Regions from separate parts of the Zea mays genome. Here regions 1, 2 and 4 are each linked to region 3. The links are chromatin contacts, called in public Hi-C maps. All regions are on one chromosome and are shown on one strand. The core of a region is the stretch at or near the end of the contact, and the rest is flanking DNA. Distances in the headings are between cores, read along the strand shown. Region 1 holds the start of LOC100125647 (major facilitator superfamily protein). Region 2 holds the start of LOC100274496 (Protein kinase superfamily protein). Region 3 holds the start of LOC100278869. Region 4 holds the start of LOC103643714 (F-box/LRR-repeat protein 17).

The links. A called contact is a pair of places that touch in the nucleus more often than the background predicts.
Region 1: a Hi-C map of bundle sheath shows a contact between it and region 3, with 2.3 times the contacts expected there. The contact joins the promoter of LOC100125647 here to the promoter of LOC100278869 in region 3. A contact is called at or near these places in 2 of 25 Hi-C or Micro-C datasets (bundle sheath and ear).
Region 2: a contact with region 3 is called in a Hi-C map of bundle sheath, with 2.4 times the contacts expected there. The contact joins the promoter of LOC100274496 here to the promoter of LOC100278869 in region 3. A contact is called at or near these places in 3 of 25 Hi-C or Micro-C datasets (bundle sheath, endosperm and leaf).
Region 4: a contact with region 3 is called in a Hi-C map of endosperm, with 2.1 times the contacts expected there. The contact joins the promoter of LOC103643714 here to the promoter of LOC100278869 in region 3. A contact is called at or near these places in 2 of 25 Hi-C or Micro-C datasets (endosperm and leaf mesophyll).

What each region holds. Positions count from the first base shown.
Region 1 is chr1:259,007,868-259,010,567 of Zm-B73-REFERENCE-NAM-5.0, reverse strand. LOC100125647 (major facilitator superfamily protein) reads right to left here and starts at 1,304. Exons shown (of 6, transcript NM_001112578.2): 1 at 1,075-1,304; 2 at 241-512. The coding sequence starts at 497.
Region 2 is chr1:259,129,111-259,131,838 of Zm-B73-REFERENCE-NAM-5.0, reverse strand. It overlaps LOC100274496 (Protein kinase superfamily protein), which reads right to left and starts at 1,394. Exons shown (of 7, transcript NM_001148854.1): 1 at 928-1,394; 2 at 295-805. The coding sequence starts at 583. It overlaps LOC111590566 (a long non-coding RNA gene), which reads left to right and starts at 931. Exons shown (of 2, transcript XR_002749691.2): 1 at 931-1,594; 2 at 2,478-2,728.
Region 3 is chr1:259,399,484-259,402,183 of Zm-B73-REFERENCE-NAM-5.0, reverse strand. It overlaps LOC100278869, which reads right to left and starts at 1,356. Exons shown (of 7, transcript NM_001152005.2): 1 at 948-1,356; 2 at 178-291. The coding sequence starts at 1,250.
Region 4 is chr1:259,840,545-259,843,244 of Zm-B73-REFERENCE-NAM-5.0, reverse strand. LOC103643714 (F-box/LRR-repeat protein 17) reads left to right here and starts at 1,360. Exons shown (of 11, transcript XM_008666886.4): 1 at 1,360-2,234. The coding sequence starts at 1,717.

The sequences.
Region 1 (2,700 bases), core at 55-2,554, 390 kb after region 3:
TTGCGGTTATAATCACATCATATCAAGCACACATTTCTTTATGCTTCAAAATCCTACAAAGAAGAATATCCTATCAGCACATATGTCATAGTTGGATAGCAGGATATCAGAATTCAGAAACATGTAGATTGAGCCTTAAGAATTGATGTGTTTAATTTGAGGTTATGATAAACTCAAGGTCAGGAAGGTTTGCAGTTGGCAGCCAAACCATGAGAGCGTTTGTACCAGGAAATCTTTTACCTCCGTCCATATTTGTCGGAAACAAAGCCCCAAGCACAGGCACCTAGCAGCATGCCAGCAAAGACAACACTCGAAAGGAGGCTCTCGTTCTCTGGGGAGACGTTCCACTCCTCTCGTATGAATGGCCCGAGAAACGACAAGAGCATGAGCTCCATAGCTTCTGCAACCCAGCCCATTCCAGCGTAGAAAAGAACAAGCGCTTGGAATTTTCCAAACCCCATAATGGTAAGCGCGTCGTCTGTGGTATATGTCTCCATGTTGGGAGCCAGCACCTGCAGATCCAGAGAAGTCATTCTGTCAGAACGAAGCATCCTGTCGTGAACTTGTGGAGTAGACAACATCTGATAGGTTTTTGGAGCCCAAATGACTCATACGGTGTCACCAAATTGAATTTAGAGATTGCTGATCAGTATACATCAAATCTCTCTTTCAGAATGAAGCATTTGAGCTCACCGACAGACAATACTAACAGTTTACGGGCCACGGAAAGGGATATAAGTTTAAGTTTCAAGTAAGGATTTCCATGGCCAACTAATAAAAACACAGAGATCGGTTGATCGACGAAGTTTTTTTTCCCTCCCAGAAAATTTCTGCTCCTTGACGCAACGAAGACCCACAAAATGTAAAAGCGGGGTAGATAGAATAAACATGAGGTCCATATTAATGAGAGCAGTAAAAACAATCCCCCTGAGGACAAGACAGGCGGTATCCTGGGCGCCCACGAACTTTTAACCAACAGCCACAATGGAAGAGCTGAGACTTAGAAACGGACGGGACGGTCGACGATCACTGGACGGCGGGGGGCGGAGTAGAAGAGCGGGTGAAGGAGCGAACCGTTGCTCGGCCGCCGCCGGACGTCGGGGAGGGAGCCGGCTAATTTTCCGTGGCACTGGCACCGCCGGTGTCGTGTTGCCCGGGTTTCCTTCCTTGCTTGTAGGGAACTAGGGATGCGAGGCTCGACGGGACAGGGGGTTTTTGTCGGGGAGGGGGAGCAAGCAAATGCTCAATTGCAGGTGAAGAGGACGACGGGGTAAGAGAGAGGACGGGTAATGGCAAGCCGCCGCGCCGCGCCGCGCGCGCACTCAACGAATGGAGGAGACCAAATGCCCGTGTGGTCGCAAGAGTTGCGTGGCCGTCGTTCGCCAGGTGGCGGCTGGGGTCCACGCCGCGCTCCTCGCGTCACGTCTGCACGCGACAATTTCCCATCTGCACGACTGCACGCGGCTTTTATAACTATTTTTATAATATTCTTATATAAAAATATTCCTTTTGTCTACACTTAACACTTGATATACATCGTATTACATAGATCCTCCCTGACCGACATCCTCACAAAATTAATAAAAGCACGCGTGCAATTTTTTTTTGGAAATAAAACTCATGCACGTGTTGTATTATGTGAGCATGTTGGTATACTTGGCTACTCGCGCACTACAAATGGAAAACAACAAAAATGATAAGTTATTTTTCCAGTAAAAAAATTGTTTTGGTAAGCTAGGTATGTAGAAAAGCTAAAACAATAGGTTCCTTTTTTTATACTCTTCTATATTTTACATATTTGGAATAACTTCAGATGACTGTTTATATTATTCACAATTTACAGAAATTGTGATTTTAGTAAAAAAAATACTCTCAGTCTCTCTTTAGAGTCGGTCCGTTTATCTAGGAATGGACTACGATTCGTTTCGGCTCATCAAAACTTATATAAATTAGAGAAATAATTTAGCTAGGAATCGTTCCAGGCCTCTAATCCGTGAAACCAAATATGGCCTTAATTGGAATCTTCAAATACAGACAACATTTATTTTGAATTTCAAGTTCTCGCTAGCCAAGAATAGAGAAGGATAATGACTCCCTAAGGTTGTTGGATGGTATAAAGATATAGAAAACGATTTTTACTCGAATGACTCTAAATTATAATTTATAGAGCAAATTTTAGAAAGATTCTTGGAAGTTCTCTAACATCTGAGTTGGACCTTTGTGCTTGAGGGTTCCTTTGAAACGTAGGAATGATACATGAATTTCACGGGAATTATTTCAAAAACACATGAAAAACGCAGGATTTAGAAATTTATCCTTTGATCCAAAGGAGATCTGAACTTGCCCACCAAGATAACTCTTTAACTCGGTACTAATACTATCAGTGTTTGGGGATGGCTATCCTCCAAGATGCCTTCGGAGAACTGCAACAAAAGAAATTATTGTGCGGCGACAATTGCTGACCCCACAGCCTTATAGCCTAAGGACTTGCCTCACCTCTGGCTATTGGCTAAGGTCAGGGCACACCACGCTCAAGCCACCACCATCTAACCTTAAGGACACTCTAGCCTTCAGGGCACTTTCATGCTTAGTTCTCTCGGCCGCATGAGGCCTTGATGGGCCTCCAGATAATCCTAGTGCCCGGGTTCTAAGGCCTTCCTAGGGCTTGATGTCTTTCGAGAGAATAAAGGATTTCATGAT
Region 2 (2,728 bases), core at 145-2,644, 270 kb after region 3:
TCAAGACAAACCCTGGATTAGACAGAGAAGTGATGCCAGGTATTACTTTCCACAAAAAATCGAATAATAAGGCCTTCCATTCCATAGGTTGGATTGGAATAAACTTCAATAAGTAAGCTACTGGAACTAGTCAGTAGTCACACAGAAGCATTGTTTCAATCATGGGGTATATTGTTTCAGTCATGGGGTATGTTATTTCACCTTGAATCCATAAGACAGCATAAGACTTTTACCAAAGTGAGCCTGTCTGCAACATTATCATACACTTTGAAAGAAGCAGAGCTAGATCAATACCTGCGACGTCCTGTCCATCGTAGGTGCCCCGGTAGACCGTGCCATACGTCCCCTGAGCGATGACATAGCGGATCTCCAGCTTTGCAAGGTCGATCTCCCACTCCTCCTTTGGCCCCTGGGATTTGAGATTGGCTTTGCCCCAGGTCTTGGTGAGCTGGTTCTCCAGCTGGATGTCGAGGCTCGTAAGATCAATCTTGTCTGCACGCACATACGTATCGTTGCTTCCCAAGCTGCCGGACCTCTTCAGCTTCTCCTTCCCCTCGGCCATCTCGCTGGTGCTCGACGCCATCGCCGCAGCGGCCAAAAGTAGCTTTCCGGGAACGATTCCGGGAGGCACAAAACCAAGAGCACACGAACACCTTCACTGGAGATGGGGAACCGGTGTGCTACAGAACATGCTGGAGCACAAGAGACGAAACAGGAACCGGCTTCTCGCCCCCAAGAAGCCACCAATCCAAGAATCGGTAAAGCCTTTTGACCGGAGATAGCTAAAATCTTGGCCGAGACTTGACTGGAGATATGCACCACCAAACAAAATTCCACGAATTAGGCCGTGACCTGGCAGGAGAGGAGATAGACACCGGTGGATCCAATCCAACAAGTAAAGAGAGGATGCAGCTGTACTATACCGACCTAAAGCGACGGTGGCAGGCAGCACGGAGGTGAAGAGCCCCCGGGACCGACCGGCCAGGTTGACCAGCGGTCGACGAAACCGGCAGGAAAGATCGCGAGCTGGAGGCGCCGAACGCCCCGAATCCAATCAAGCAGAGGCCAGGTTGTCCTGAGCCCCCGCCCCGCAAGAACACAAGACCCGGCGGAGCCTCCGGTCGCGGATGGCGCAAATCGGCACCGAATCGGCGCAAGATTACCTCCGGGATGGTAAGGAGAAGTGGATGCGCCGTTGACTTGGCCGGTTTGGCCGGGAGCGGCGGTGCAATTGGCGCTCGGGGCGGGGTGGGGGCGGTTCCGGTGTTGACGAAGCGTAGGCGCGTAGCGAGAGCCGGTTGGGCAAGATGTTTATTGCTAGGGCCACTACCCACCACCGGCAGGAGCTGCGCCCGCTTCGCCTAGGCCTGTCCGGTCGCCTTGGCGCCTTGCCGTCTTGGCGGCTCCTTTGTTCTACGCCGCGTCTCTTGCGGCCGCAAAGGATATGCTGCTTCCCCACGGTCCAAGCTGGACTGCAGACGAGAGATTTTTTCTTTCGCATACGGCATGCGCTCGAGATTATTGCCAGTCATGCCCAAGATGATTGCCAGTCATCTTCATACATGTGGGTCCTCGATTTTCATCTGTCAAAAAGGTTGGCTGCTTTACTTGCCTACTAGTTGGTTTCCTGCTTAAGAAGCCACAGCTTTTCGTTTGAGTTGAAGAACCCCAGTTGTTTGGTTTATTGTCTAACTTGTCACGATTCGCCACATCTAAGATTAGATAAGTTTGACTAAATTATGCATATGTTTAGTTTAATTTAAAGCCACAGTTATGGTAAGATTTTTCTCCTGCTGCGTAGGTCTCACTCGTCAATGACCGATAAAATTGTGACAAGATTCGCTTAGAGCAACTCCATTAGTTCTCTAAAAGACTTCTTAAATCAATAATTTAGGTAGTTAACATGAAAATTATTCTCCAACAGTTCTCTAAATGAACTTTCTAAATTTAACAACTTGTCATCTAACCTCATTTTCTCTCTACATTTGTCAACCATTTAACAACTCCCTAAACAAAAATGTTGACTGCATTATATAGTTTTTGTGACTTATTTTTTATGTGGATAGATACAAAACAAAATTACAACCTATATTTAGAGAACTATTGGAGAACTCACATTTTTTTACTTCAAAAGCCATTTAGCACTTCTTAAATCTGTGATTTAGAGAGCTAAAATTTACATAACTATTGGAGTTGCTCTTAGGCGTGGCAAACTGTGGCGTAGAATTTGAGCGACTAACCTTATGCACATTAGGCAAATGTGACATAACATTGTTTGGCAATTTTTTGGCACCATAGTTATAGAATCAAACAACCCCTAAATTTAGACGGGAAAGTTAGGAAAGTTGTGGCGGAAACCAAACATACAGCTGACAAGTATACTACGAAACAAAATACAAAGATAAATTTATTGGCACCTTTTTTGTGTAAACCTGGTAATTATAATCAAAGTTTGATTTGATCTGTATCCTTTTCAGGACCGCAGGTGCACTCGCATTTCTTATCCTCGCATCGCAGGAACGAAAGCACCAGCCATGGAACCAACCATAAAGCAGGCACACGTACGTCTGGTGTTGCGTACGTCAGGACACGCAGCCCAGCCCTAGACCATGCATGTGTGTGACAGGGACCGAGCTTTTGCTCCCACTACCGGATCATGTGGCGGTGCCGCCTTAAAGCCAAGATCATCCGATCCAGCACCGAAAAAAAAAGATCCCGAATGGCCGGC
Region 3 (2,700 bases), core at 107-2,606:
GAAACAGCTAATGTAATGGCGTCTAGCTAGTACGGCTCACTCAACAGCGGCAAGTGAGCCAAACAAGTACCGCGTAAGAAACTGCAGGTTACTGCCAGACAAAAAAATTGCAGAGAAGCTGTACGTGCGACAAGTAGTATCCCCGAGGCACGTGAAGGTGGCGAGGCAAGAACTGACCTTTGCGTCATCGATCTCCGGCGAGACCGGCGGGCTGTCGGAGAGAGAGCCGCCGCCGTTGAGTGGGCCGCTGCTGTGCGAGAGCCGGCCGGAGGTGAGCGGCGCCACTTCCTGCTGCAGGGTTGGAACGCACAGCAAGAGTGCGTGGTTCAGACATCAGGAACCGGGATTCAGAGAGAGGTGCAGTAAGGTTAGCAGGAACACACAAAAAAAACACAACTGAAATCAAGTTTCTCGGAGGGAAAAGGCATGCTTGTCGCGCGAGGAATTGATGGTGCTTAATGGAAGAGCCGAGCCTTGACCATTAATGGCGGCTAAGCTGCGTAGTTCACTTAAGTAGAAAGAAAGGTGGGGATTATATCTGGGTGTTCCGGACATGGCAGGAGAACAAATCTCTCGTTTGGCAGCTTCTCCTTGTCCCAACCCGAGGTCAGAGTGAAACCAGTAGGAGAGCTGGCTGATTTGGCAAAAAACTGTACAGGCAGATGATGAAATCGAGCGGTTTCTACACAAACGATGGAGCCAACCAAGTAAAATGCAGCCAGGCAACAAAAAGATCCCGAATCGGCAAATAAAAAACGACCAAAGCACACTGTTTTTTATTTAATGGCGCACTGGTGTTGGTGTTGCCAACAGATTCGGCTTCTCTTTCTTTTTTTTTAAAAAAAAAGAAGAAACTAGTAAGTGCGATTTTGAGGAGGACGAAAGAAAAAAAAAGCGAGATGGATCGGAGTAGAGGGAGAAGGAACAGGTCGGGTCGAGGCTCTCACGGACTGCGCGAGGATCCGCTCCATGATGAGCTGCGACGTGGCCGCGGAGGCGAAGGAGAAGGAGCTCCCGGAGGCGGCGGCGGCGGCGGCGACCCCGTCGTCAAACTCGCACGAGGGGTCCTCCGCGATGGGGCTGGCCGCGAGCGCGTGCGCGGCCGGCGGCGGCGTCGGCGGCGGTGGCGCGAACGCGCGCCCCGAGGCGCTCCAGGAGCGGGAGAGGAACTCGAGCGGGTCGAGCGGCGGCTCCGGCGGCCGCAGCTCGCCGGCGGCGACGGTGGACGTGCGGGCCCGGGGATCGCCCATGCGCGCGGGGGTCGGGGAGTTACGGAGTGTGATGCGAGTGAGTGAGCGGGCGCGTTACCAGTGATCGATGGCCCAAATGCCAGTTCAGAGAGAGAGAGAGAGAGAGTGGGGCGGGTGGTTAAGCCCTCCGCTGCCTTTATAGCCTTGGTTCGTCTCGTCGTCCGTCCAGGCCTCACTTGCTCTACGGGCCCTTTTTTCACTTCTTTTATGTAACTTTTCTACGAGTCGTGCAACGAAGCATGTGTTACGGTTAGCAATGGGGAAAAGGACGTGTACTACTCCTGTGTCATCTATTATGCTGGTCAACACAGTACGAGTACGTTGATTTTATTTTAATTTTCATCACTGCTCTAAGGACTTATTTGGAGAGAAGGAATACAATACAAAACTGATAAAAAGGGGGGAAATAGAAAACGAGTGTAGGTAAAAAAAAGTGACGATTGAAACATAGGATGCTACTTGTTCACTCATGAATCTTGTAGAAATTGGTGTTTGGAACATAGGAATATAACCATATGGTGATTCCTTCATTCGAGTGAATAAGCACTTGTTCATCCCTTCATTTAAACGTGTGGCAACTTTCCAAGAGCATAAAGTAGATGTTTTAGGGCCTGTTTGGTTCGTGGCTAACTATGCCACACTTTGCCTAAGGTTAGTCGTTCGAATTGAAGAACTAACCTTAGGCAGAAAAGTTAGGCAAAGTGTGGCAACTGAGGCTACGATCCAAACATACCCTTACTCCTCCATTTTATACACGAAAGGAAAACTATGTTCTTCCGTTCTAATAAACACAAGTGATGTAAACCAAACATAGGAATTGGATTTCTTTCAAACTGCTACGGAAAACCTACAATGCAAACAATCCCGACAGCTAGTACTACAAAAAATACTCCAATCCAGCTATAATGTAAAATTCTAAATTATGGCGATTATCTTATAATCGAATCTTCAGTGATACTACTTGAGACGGTTTCCAACGCTGTCCTGGAATCGTGTTCTACCCCACGTCCGATGTGGTTTGGGGTTGAAACTCTACAACTGCTCCCCACCGACTTCATATATAGTGGGGAGTATTGTTCATCTCTATATATTAATTATGTCATTTACTTATTTATTTGCTATGTTGACCATGTTTAGTCTTTATAACCCGATAATAATGTGTATTAGGATACTACATGTTATATGCTTTTTAAAATTTTAAAACTGATCACAGAATATTAAACAAATGAGTTATATTGTATAAGGGAAACGATTAGACATGCATAGTATGTAGGTGTATCTTTTTTTAAAAAAAGTTGGAGTTGGTCTTAGATTGGATGTAAATCTCTACTACTTATTAAGGCTGCAAGAGTAGTCGGTCATTCCGTGTTCTGCCACCATTCCTGTTTTGTTCTGTCATTCTCATTCCCCCCTCCCTGCAAAGCCTATTCCTATTCTCATTCCTCCGTAC
Region 4 (2,700 bases), core at 111-2,610, 440 kb before region 3:
ACAACAGTTGCTGCAAAGCGTGACGAGCGTCGTGGCGGCCGGGCCCAGCACAGCAACCGCGCCCATGGGCCATGTCCATGATATGATAGGTTAGTATACCTAGTCCTCTCTTGTTTTTTTTTTCTCTCTCTCGCAGCGAAGGGGGATATGATTGAGCTTAACCGCTCTCAACACCGAGTTCTTGATTAGGTTGAAAAGATGCACTAGTGAGACTGACCGTGTTAAATAAATCCATGTCCTGCCGTATTGACGTATGACACTGGAACACTTTTCTTCCGTATTCCATTGGGCTTTGGCCCATGAAGATACCCCCTCCCACGCACACTTTGAGCCTGTTAAAGCCAACATGACTGCTGTCTCCTCTCCATTCAACCGACGTACTACGGAATTTCGGTTGGCGTTCATAGCATCATACGTACGGAAAATACGGGTAAATGAATTGGTGATACGTACGGTTGCCGGCCGCTGATGGGTAGTGCTTATTTGTTTATATAAAAAAATGGTATCGTTCTATTTTTGATCATATTTTTAATCTCTATCTAGGACACTTGCAACGCTTTTATGCCTTGTTCGTCGGTCCAAGAGAATTAAATCTCTTCCTACCTATTTAACTTTGAATAGGATTTTTTGTCCCCTTTTAATCTTCTTCAATTCACTGTTTTAGAGCGGATTGGAGTAAATTAGGGCTGATTTGGTGCTAAGGGATTCCAAGGGGATTCTTTCCCCATAGATCCCCTTGGGATCCCTGATTTGGTGACCGGGGATTCCGAGAGGAAGAAATCCTCTTGCTATTCAAAATTGAATTGCAAGGGGATTCCTCCCATGGATTCCCTAGGGATCCCTAATCACCAAATCAGCCCTAAGAGGCTAAAATCCGCTGCAATTCCCTTCCCAAACTAGGTCCCTCATAGAGAGAAGCGCACTAGCATTTCCTGTATTTTAGCTTGCCGTACATACTCGAGCTGTTTGAGTAAAAGATGGACGTAGAAGGATGCTTCTTCACGGCGCTGAGACAAGGCGTGACTCTAGCTCATCTTTTTTTTTTTCTTCCTTCTCTGCTTAACGAGCCGATCGGATCTTTTGTAACGAGGCAAAAGCAAAGCTGATCCTGGCCAGCTCAGTGTCTGGTTACTAAAAGGAAGTCATGAATGGGATAAATCAAAATGACCGCGTCTTGGAATGGACAATTGGACATTGCGGTCACAGAAGCACATTGCCGGCAGACATTGCGTCATTTCACACATGAGTTTGGTGCAAAAGCACGGCAAGAACGAAGCCGGATTCGGAAGGAATTCGCATGTATTCCGGGCGGATCACGTCCCGACCCAACTCACGTCTCGTCGCCCTCCTTCCATTTTTTTTTTCCTTTTCACTCGTGGCGGTTGTACCCCCGTGCATGTTTGTGTGACTGTGGTGTGATCTGTGGCTGACTGGCTGTGGTGTCAAGTGTGATACAGAGAGAGAGAGAGAGGCAGGCAGCTGCGTCTGCGTCGTGGCCGGCGCGGCGCTGCGCTGCGCGGAAACCAAATCCTCAGCTCCGGTGTTCTCTCCAATCTCCATCCATCCATCCTCCTCGCGGCTCGCGCCCCGAAAAATGGCGCCAACCCCTCCCCAGTCTCCCGCGCGGCGCTGCCCCAGCTATTTCCCCCTCCCCTGAATTGACCCCAGCCGCGCCTCCCAAACCCTAACCTAACCCCCGCCCCCTGGGCCCCGGCCATGGCGTCACTGCCCAAGCCGCCGCCGCCGCCACGCCCCAAGACGCGGGGCAACTACAACTGCGGCCGCTGCGGCCAGCCCAAGAAGGGCCACGTCTGCGTCGGCCCCGGCCCCGGCCCCGGCGGCGCTGCGTCGCCCTCCTCCTCGTCCGGGGCCGGAGGGGAGCACGGGCTGCGCCGCGCCCTCTCCTTCGACGAGGCCGGCACGCCGTCCTCGCCGGAGAAGAAGCCCAAGGTGGAGGACGTCGACGAGGCGGAGCTGGACGAGGAGGCCACGGTGGACGTGGGCGCCCGCGCGGTGTCCAGGGAGGTCATGGCGGAGGTTCTGCACCGCCTCGGTCCCCGCGGGGTCATGGCCGCCGCCGGGGTCAGCCGAGGCTGGCGGGACTGCGCGGGCCGGGTCTGGCGCGCGGCCGAGGAGCTCCGCCTTCGCGTCCTCGCCTCCTCTGGCGCCGGCCTCCTCGCCGCGCTGCTCCCCCGCTGCCCCGCGCTCTCCCGCCTCCACCTCCGGATGGAAAGGTGAGGTACTCCGGCCCGGATCTCATCCGGAACAGTATGGTTCTTCACGCGATCCGGGTGCCGATCTCAGCTCCGCGCTGCTCATTTGATGCGATGCCCAGGGGATTGGTCCGCGCGTAATTCCTGCTTATGGTTATTCAATTTTGTTTAAGGAAAGGGATACTATAAGTCACTAGAATATTATATGGGCAAAAATGTCATATTTCTGGGTGACTGCTAAAGTAGCATAAGGTGGATGACCGATATGAAAATTGGTACTGCTGCTACCTTGGTCTCCAATGGGCAGACATGACATGTACTGAATATTTATGTCCTGTATATACTAGTATCTAATAAGGGTGTAGGGATTTTGGTTAATGGTCAGGGCTCAATAAGCACGCACTACAAATTAATAATGCCTACTTATATATAAGACCATGGAACCATTGGGGGAACCGCTTGCTTGTCATATTTTGGATTTTTGGAC